Regions from separate parts of the Mus musculus genome. Here region 1 is linked to region 2. The links are chromatin contacts, called in public HiChIP or PLAC-seq maps. All regions are on one chromosome and are shown on one strand. Each heading gives the region's core, a stretch centred on a gene start, on an enhancer-like site or on the middle of the called end of the contact. The rest is flanking DNA. Distances are from core to core; before and after follow the strand shown. Region 1 holds the start of Gna11 (guanine nucleotide binding protein, alpha 11). Region 2 has its middle 26 kb from the start of Nfic.

Region 1 (4,114 bases), core at 1,126-3,625, 92 kb after region 2:
AGGGCACAGGGTCTCCACCCTCCAGACAGCTGATGTAAAATCAGGGACAGCCAATCAATGAGGCAGCCTGCAGGAGGGTGGAGCAGGTCTCACCGAACCCCCACCCCCAATACCTGGGACAAAGAGACTGCTAGAGAACCAAGGTCATGGTCACCTCCTCCGGGAAGCCCTCACAGCAAGACCCTGAGCAGTGCCCAATGCTCACTCCCGTCCTCCCTTTACCCTTCTGCTCTTGTAAAGCAAATCCCAGACTCTACAACGGGCGCAGGACCCTTCTGTGGGAAGGGTGTGACTGCAGACACAGGTGCCCTGAGGGCACAGGTGGCAGTTAAGAACCAAATTGCCTTGGGTAGAGGCAAGGTGCTGTGTGCAGGTCAATGCAGAGTCCTTCAGCTGCTGGTCAGCTTAGCCAGGCCATAGCACAGAGGGCCAGGGAGCACTCCTGAATCCGAGGGGACTTCAAGGCCAGCTTTGGGGACAGGACAGAGCTGGGATGACACACTATTGGGCTCAGCCAACCAATGTCATCTTTACCTGGCAGCTGCTGACCCCCTGCAGAGGTGGGCTAGGGCCATACTGTGGCCCCCATATGACTACCCTGGGGCCACTGCTGTTTGCTCTGGGCTGCTCTGTCCTCTTCTTATCCCATCCTTCCTGGAAAGCTGCATAGAGCTTTGAGGGAATCCCACCATGCTGGAGAAAAGTAACCAAGGCTCCATGACCCTGAGAACCACACAGGCCACAGCAACAGAAGACAGCGTGTACTCCTACCTGACATCTCTCATGGGACAATTGGAGTATCACTGCCCTCCACCCCTCCTAGTCAAAGGCTCCCCACAGTCCTTTCCTCAGGTTCTCCAAGGCCACCCTTTGTCCTGGGTCCCCATTCTTGAACTGCATGTAGCTCATCTGGGATCTGGGAGGGGCAGGCAGAGCTCCCCAGTCTGTTTTGTAAACCCCCACAGGGCCCAGGCTACCCTGTCCTCATTTTGGGCTCTTATTTGGGGTGACAACAAGAGGACCTGGGCTCCCTGGCTCCCAGCAACAGGTGGGCCTTGAGGAGTCAGAACCCCAGGAAGTGACAGACACACATTGAGCTTCCCTGGGGTGGGTGGGGTGTGGAGAGGACAAGACTGGACCCCCAGGAGGCAGGACAGGGCCAGGGAGGCTGCAAGGCTGACTGCTGTCAACCTACTGGGTTCCGGCACAACAGAAGCCCAAAGAAGAAAAGCCACCCACTCCAATGTGGAGGAATTCAGAGGATCTATGGAAAAGAGAGGGAGACTGAGGAGTACCCACGAAAGCAACAAGCCAGAAGCAAAGCAGGACCATTTGGGTGTATAGTCCTTGGAGGTAGAGAGGAGGGTGCAACCCTTTGGGAACTGTCTTGGGGAGTCTGTAATCCAAAGGGGCATCATGAGAGCAAGACAGCTTACAGGGCTCACCGGAGGCTATGTGGGGACAATGGAAAGGAGAGAGCCTACTTGGTGCGGCAGGGCCAAGGGCCACCTCCGTGCAAGAATTCTCAGGAGCGACAGAAAGCAAGTCTCCCAGGGTCCTGGGGCCCAATGTGGCCAGCAGATGCAAAATCTCACCACAGATATCAGAGGCAGGAGGCTGACCCCGAATGAATCTAAGGCCTGGATAACAGAAAGGCTGGCCACAAAGGGTCGCACAGGCTGAGCCCAGGGGACCACACGGGAGAAGCTGGCCACCACAGGCCCAAGCCACCTGCACTGCTCAGGGTGCAGCGATCCCGGAAGGGCTGACCGCTGCAGGGCAGCGCTGACTAGTTGCCCCGAGGACATCCGAGGTGGCCCGACAGGCCGTGGGCAGCGGTCTGAAGGGGTCGCACCCGACTGTCACCGCGCGCTACTCGCCGGGGACCAGAGACCGCGGCGGCTGCAGCACCCTGCGCGCGCGGAGACCCCGGCAAGGCCCGGATGCCCCGTGCACCCACCCGGTCCCCGTGACAGAGGTCCCACGGCACGGGCACGCAGCTCACCAAGTAGCAGCAGCTTGAGCTCGCGCCGGGCGTCGCGCTTGTCCCGCCGCAGCTGTTTCTCGATCTCCGCGTTGATGCGCTTCGACTCCTTCACCTCGTCGCTCAGGCAACACGCCATCATGGACTCCAGAGTCATCGTCGCGGTCCTCCGGCTGCCGCCGGCCCGGCCCTACCTCTTCCCGGTTCCCCGAAGGCCACGGCCCGGCCCCAGAGGCGCGTCCACCGTCCGCGCCGTGCAGCGCAGCCGCCGCCGCCGCCGCTACCCGCAGCCGTCGCCACCGAGCGCCGGCGCCCGAGGACCTGAAGCGCTGCCACGGGCCCCGGGACGGGCAGGCGGCGCGGCCAATGGGAGGGGCCGCACGGCTGCGCGCGCGCGCGCGCCGCAGGGACAGGACTTTAGGATCGCCTGGGGGCGGGGCCTCGCCGCTCGGGGGCGGGGTCTGGAGGGCGCAGCGCAAGCGCGCGTGGGGTTGCGTCGACGTGGGAAGGGGTTGAACGGTTCGCGGCTGGGCGCGGACGCCGAGGATTGTGGGAATGGGGAGGACTCGGAAGCCCGAGCTCGGTTCCTTTCGGGAGGCGAAGCGAGGCTCGGCTCGGGGAGGCGCCGCTCGGCTACACTCGGCTCCTCTCGGCTCGGGCAGGCGCCGCTCGGCTGCGCTCGGCTTCTCTCGGCTCCCCGAGGCTGTGCTGAGAGCGCCAAGAGAGAGGCTGCAGTTCTCTGGAGCGAGGCCGTCACCGCCTGCGGATGTGAGAAAACGCCCTGACCGGCTCGCTCATCCATTCCTAAGCAGGCCTATCGTGTGCCAGGCAGAAATTCATGCCCTACTGTGTACAGTACATTCATGCAGCACTCGTTAAATACCACACAGGTCACAAGTATGAACACAATGCTTGCTGTAGAGTATACACTGATGCGGCAGCCTGTGGTAGCTCAGGCATTAATATCACATCTACTGTATACCAAGCCTTAAGGAAACACGCATATGTAACTGCCACATTCAATATAGGGTATACAAACCAAGTGTTTTTCACATATACAACGTATGCCAAATATGAATGCTGTGCCTGCCGTATACCACATATTGTATATAGCTCCTACTGTGTACTATGTGCTGATGCAGCACAGTACCTCCTATTAATATGCTGCCTGATTTCATATATATATGTGTGTGTATATATATATATATACATATATACATATGTCATATATGTGTGTATATGTACATATGTGTGTATATATACATACACATATATGTATATATGTATATGTGTGTATATATATACACACGCACACACACACACACATACATACATATATACTGTCAACCAGGCTTACTGGCAGGTGAAGAATAAGCATTATTAACAGTCTGCCTGCTGTATACCAAGCACCAATTTACGCTGTTGTTGTGCATGTGAACGCCCATGAATGTGGTTTGCATGTGCTGGAGTGGAACCCACCCCACCCCCGCCCCCCGCATGTACCAGGCAGGTAAGTTCCCTGTTGGTGGGTCAATCTGAGTCCCCCAAGTGTAAACTAACTCACAAACCTGAGAAGTGTTTTCTACCTTCCAGAAAGAGGCATGCGTACCCAGTCAGCACTCAATCAGGGCATGTGTCAATAATAAGAGACTACAAAGAACTTGAAAGTCAGGCCTGTGCTGCATGCGTTCCTGTCCCAGTCCCTGCCTGATTGCCCAGCCTTGAGATAAGACGGCAAGGGGAGGGTCAAAGTCTTCATTTACTAGCTGATTGGGGTTGTGGGGAGATTATTCCTCTGAAACTCTCCTATCAGGGCCTCTGTCCCCACCCCAGGAGTTCATGGCCCAGACAAGGGGCTCCCGGGTGGCCCAATGTGGTCAAAGTTCCTCTTGCAGCTCATAGGCGCAACCCCTTGAGCCTTGACCATCCCAGTGCTGGAATGACAGGCATATGCCATGATGCCTGTTCACATTTATCTTTGTGTGCATACATAGTTTCCTTTTCTTAAAATAATTTAATCTTATTTTACATGCACTGATGTTTTCCTTGCCTGTGAGGGTGTCACATCTCTGGAGCTGGAGTTACAGGTGGCTGTGAACCCCCAGTGGATACTGGGAACCAAACCTGGGT
Region 2 (4,062 bases), core at 123-2,622:
CCGACTGAGCTGATTCCCTTTTTCCTGAAAAATATTTTTCTTTCCCAGACGGGGTCTCTCCATGTAACGGTGGCTACCCTGGAACTTGATATGTAGATAAAGTTGACCTTGAACTCAAAGATCTGCCTATCTCTGCCTCCCAAACACTGAGATTAAAGGGATATGCCACCACCACCCAGCTAGCATTGGGATTCTTTACATGAAACATCTAAAAGAAAATGTCTAACTTACAAGGTGAGCAAATCCTATAAGCCAACAGGGAACAGCATATCACCCATGCATCCATCCATCTATCTATCCATCATCCATCCATCCATCCACCCACCTATTCATTCAATCCATCCATCCACCCACCCACCCACCCACCCACCCATCCATCCATCCATCCACTCATCTATCCATCCATCCATCCATCCATACATCCATCCATACATACTCCACCCACCCATCCCTAGATGGCTGGCTGGATGCTGCGGTGGGTGATATGCTGTTCCCTGTTGGCTTATAAGGTTCGCTCGCCTTCTAAGTTAGACAATTGTCTTCTTGCCTCATGTAAAGGATCCCAACACTAGCTGGATGGTCTCTACCCCTGCTTAGTCAACACTTCCAGCTTCTTCTGTCCCCCCAAAGGCCTGTGTTCAAATCCCTGTCTCCTGCTCTTTCCTCGAGGACAGTGAGCTATCCACCACTCCATTTCCATGTTTTCCCGCATGTTGAGGGATGGAATCCTCCGTGCCTAGCCTCTGGGGCTGTGGGTGTCAACGCTGCCCCCATGGCCCCAGCTTGGCCCTGCTCTGTCTTTCAACTGGGTCTCCCGCCTCCCTCTGTCCCCCAACATCCCGCCGGGCGCTCTGGGGAACATTCCGTGGTTTGCAGCAGACTGTCCGGCTCCGCGGAGCCTCAGATGTGGGCAGAGTGGGCGGCGGCCTGGCGGGCGCGGGCTGGGGAGACAGCGACCAGGGACCCTGCACTCCAGTTTGGCGCAGGAGTGGTGGGCGGTGCAGGGCAGCAGCGGAAGGCGCAAGCACCCACTTGGTAACTAGGGAACACCACCTGTCTGCCGTCCTCCATGGCTCCCTGCCCCTGCAGTGCTCCCTACAACTAATTCAGTGCCTCCTGCTAAAACCTCTGTCTCTGCCCCAGGATGCGTGTGCTGCAGCCTCTCGGGTCTCCTCCCAGCTCCTTCCCGGTGCCAGGCTCCATCCTGCCCTGGGGCCTTTGCAGCCTCTGTCCGGTGGCTCTCTTTTTCCAAAGCTTCCTTCCTCCACTCTGTCTCCCTACTCATCCGTCGGGCGCTCCGCTTCACCAGGACACATAATCGGTGCCCAATCAAGGCGGCCGCCGCGGAAGTCCTTCTGGAATTTAACCACAATCCCTCCTGCCTGGTTTCTGCAACTGTTACACAGTTCCTGAGTCACCCGGTGGAGAGCCCTTCACAGAGACCGCGTCACCCACCCAACCCCCACTCTAGTGGATGAGGAAACTGAGGCAGGGAAAGTCCGCCAGGATTGTTCTTGAACAAATCATTAGGACCATGGACAGTGTGGCCTGTCACCGCCTCCCCTTTCTGTCGCCGCACGTGTAAAGCGCAGTTAGTAAAACTTCTTGGACGCCAGAGAGATCCTAGGTCAGTGAAGGGCCCGCAGCGCTGCGCAGAGGAGGTTTGCGAGTCTCACAGCTCCTGTCAATAATAAGGGAGGTGGCAGGGACAGGAGGACCCGACGGCCAATCAGCGAGGTCCAGGCAACAGAGGTCCTGCCTCGCAGGTAATGTGTGGATAGTGGAGGGCGAACCCCAAGGGTCAACTCTGCCCCCAGCCTCCACAGGCACTCTGGCTTGCAAGGGAATGCACACACAAGAATGCTGGTTGTCGCTGGGCTGAATCCCCTTTCTCTGGCTGGACACACACTTGTTCTCCGTGAAGTTCTGGTTTTTTGTTTGTGTTTGTGTTTGTTTGTTTGTTTGTTTGCTTGTTTGTTTTGAGACAGGGTTTCTCTGTGTAGTCCTGGCTGTCCTGGAACTCACTTTGTAGACCAGGCTGGTCTCGAATTCAGAAATCCGCCTGTCTCTGCCTCCCAAGTTTGTTTTTGTTTTTTAATGATTTATTTATTTTTATTTATATGAGTACATATTATTATTTATATGTAGCTGTCTTTAGACACACACCAGAAGAGGGTATCAGATCCCATTACAGATGGTTGTGAGCCACCATGTGGTTGCTGGGAATTGAATTCAGGACTTCTGGAAGAGCAATCAGTGCTCTTAACCACTTAGCCATCTCTCCAGTCCCTGTTTTATTCTTTACAGTGACTCTAGGGCCTTTGCACACGCTGGGGGAAATGCTTCACTACCCACGCTCCAGCCACCTCCAAAAAAATATTGGTTTTTGTTGTTGTTGTTGTGTGTTTTGTTTTGTTTTGTTTTGAGACAGGGCCTCATTGTGTAGCTCAGGCTGTCCTGAACTGTCTCAAGACCAGGCTAGCCCCAAGCTCACAGAAATCCACTTGCCTCTTTCATTTGGGGCTGGGGCTGGGCTTCTCCCACCCATTCATGGTCTGAAAACACCCCACTTCCTTCATCAGAACCCCCTCCTCCCCATATGCCATGTCATTGCCAGCTGGGCATCCTCCCTCAGAACCCAGGGGACTTTCAAAAAGATCCAGTGTGAGTCCCAGCTCTACCATCACTTCCATCTCCCACTTCCCTCAGGGTTACAGCCCAAGTCCTCCCCGAAGTTACAGTCCTGTAGCCTTCTTCCCTCTGCCCAGTCATGGTGTTCTCCTCCATTACTGCATCCTGCCCCAGGGCCTTTGCACAGCTGTGTCCCTGCCCCAGGGACTTTGGTTCGGTTCTGGTTGTGCATTCTGCACAGTTACTTTGTAACTCTTCTGATAAATTCCATCATCCACTCATCTTTACTCAGATCTCCCCTCCTCAGGAGGCCACCCTGGCTCCCTGCCTCTGTGGTCCCCTGCCTTCCACCACCCCAGCTCTCCCCCACTGTGGTTCCCTGCCTTCTTCCGCTCTATTTTTCATCTATTACATATCATTAATTTAATTCCCCCCCCCCCAGAGTTCTAGTCAAAAGAACTGGGGACAGACTGTGGAACACAGTAGGTGCTCAATAAATGCTGACTGAGCACAGAAGAACAGACAGGGCTGTGGCCTGCTCCACAGGGATGCCTGTTGCTGCAGATTCTCTGCATATCTCAGGGAAACTGCCTGGCTGGCTGGGTCACACATCAGTGGCTACTAGGGGTCGCCATCCACAACCAGGCCCATTATTCCACTTCAAGACCCAATTATCCCTGGGACCTTCAGAGCAGAATTCAAGACACCCCACAAGTTCCAGCTACAGATCTCATCGCTCCCCTCTAAACCTGTGATCCAGAGAGGGTGAGACACAGTGCAAGGACACACAGCAGTGTGTGACCCGGAACTGCATGGAGGTTATTCGAGAGACATGGAGAGCAACCAAATGGCTCTTGGGCAACTGGATGCCTAAGACATGAGATCGAGGCTGCCCTCTCATAGCCAAGCCCACCCCCCAACACTCATCCCAGAAGCTTCCAGAAGAATTCCTAGTTTAGGCAACATCCACAGACATGAAAACAATCCCGCCACCTCCCTTCAGCCAGTCAACATTGCCCCAAGTGGGTGCATTTCCACCCTGGACACAGAGACGCCTGAGGTCAGATGGGTCACACAACTGGACCCTCAGCTTGGGGCCCTGGGGATTTCTGGAGCCCCCGAGCGTGCCCAGGTCAGGGCGGGAGTCTGCCTGGTCCCGGAATGAGGCCTAGTGGCTTCGGCCACCTTGCCAGGTAGAAGACACAAAAGTAGCCCCATCACTCCGTCTGCCTTGGTCTCCCCCACCTGTGAGCACAAAGAGGGGTCTCCACACCCTCCTGAGCCACCCCGCTGTGGCAGGCCCCTACACACTCACCATCCACCACATCTTCGCAGTCATGTCGTAGCACAGCTGCCATTTGACCGATGTCTCCCCGGGCTTCCCGGACACTGGGGGCCCTGGGACCTCCATGTTGGGCCGAGATGGATGTC

The links. HiChIP or PLAC-seq counts read pairs in DNA pulled down with a chosen protein or histone mark.
Region 1: an HNF4G HiChIP or PLAC-seq map of pancreatic cancer cells shows a contact between it and region 2. The contact joins the promoter of Gna11 here to the enhancer-like site in region 2. A contact is called at or near these places in 7 of 39 promoter capture datasets (the C10 cell line, the HPC-7 cell line, embryonic stem cells and 4 more), 16 of 484 Hi-C or Micro-C datasets (B cells, the Ba/F3 cell line, the N1E-115 cell line and 5 more), 8 of 115 datasets of contacts at active chromatin or transcription factors (the 230-238 cell line, CD8 T cells, the SCID.adh cell line and 3 more) and 3 of 9 other capture datasets (adipose tissue, liver and pancreatic islet).

What each region holds. Positions count from the first base shown.
Region 1 is chr10:81,542,787-81,546,900 of GRCm38.p6, forward strand. Gna11 (guanine nucleotide binding protein, alpha 11) reads right to left here and starts at 2,376. Exons shown (of 7, transcript NM_010301.4): 1 at 2,006-2,376. The coding sequence starts at 2,141.
Region 2 is chr10:81,451,594-81,455,655 of GRCm38.p6, forward strand. No RefSeq gene overlaps it. Among named protein-coding and RNA genes, the nearest start is that of Nfic, 26 kb to the left of the region's middle. Within about 2 kb of position 1,373, at least 11 of the 459 cell types and tissues checked have an H3K27ac peak or open chromatin away from gene starts, as enhancers often do. A contact at or near this core is called in pancreatic cancer cells, where this site is marked.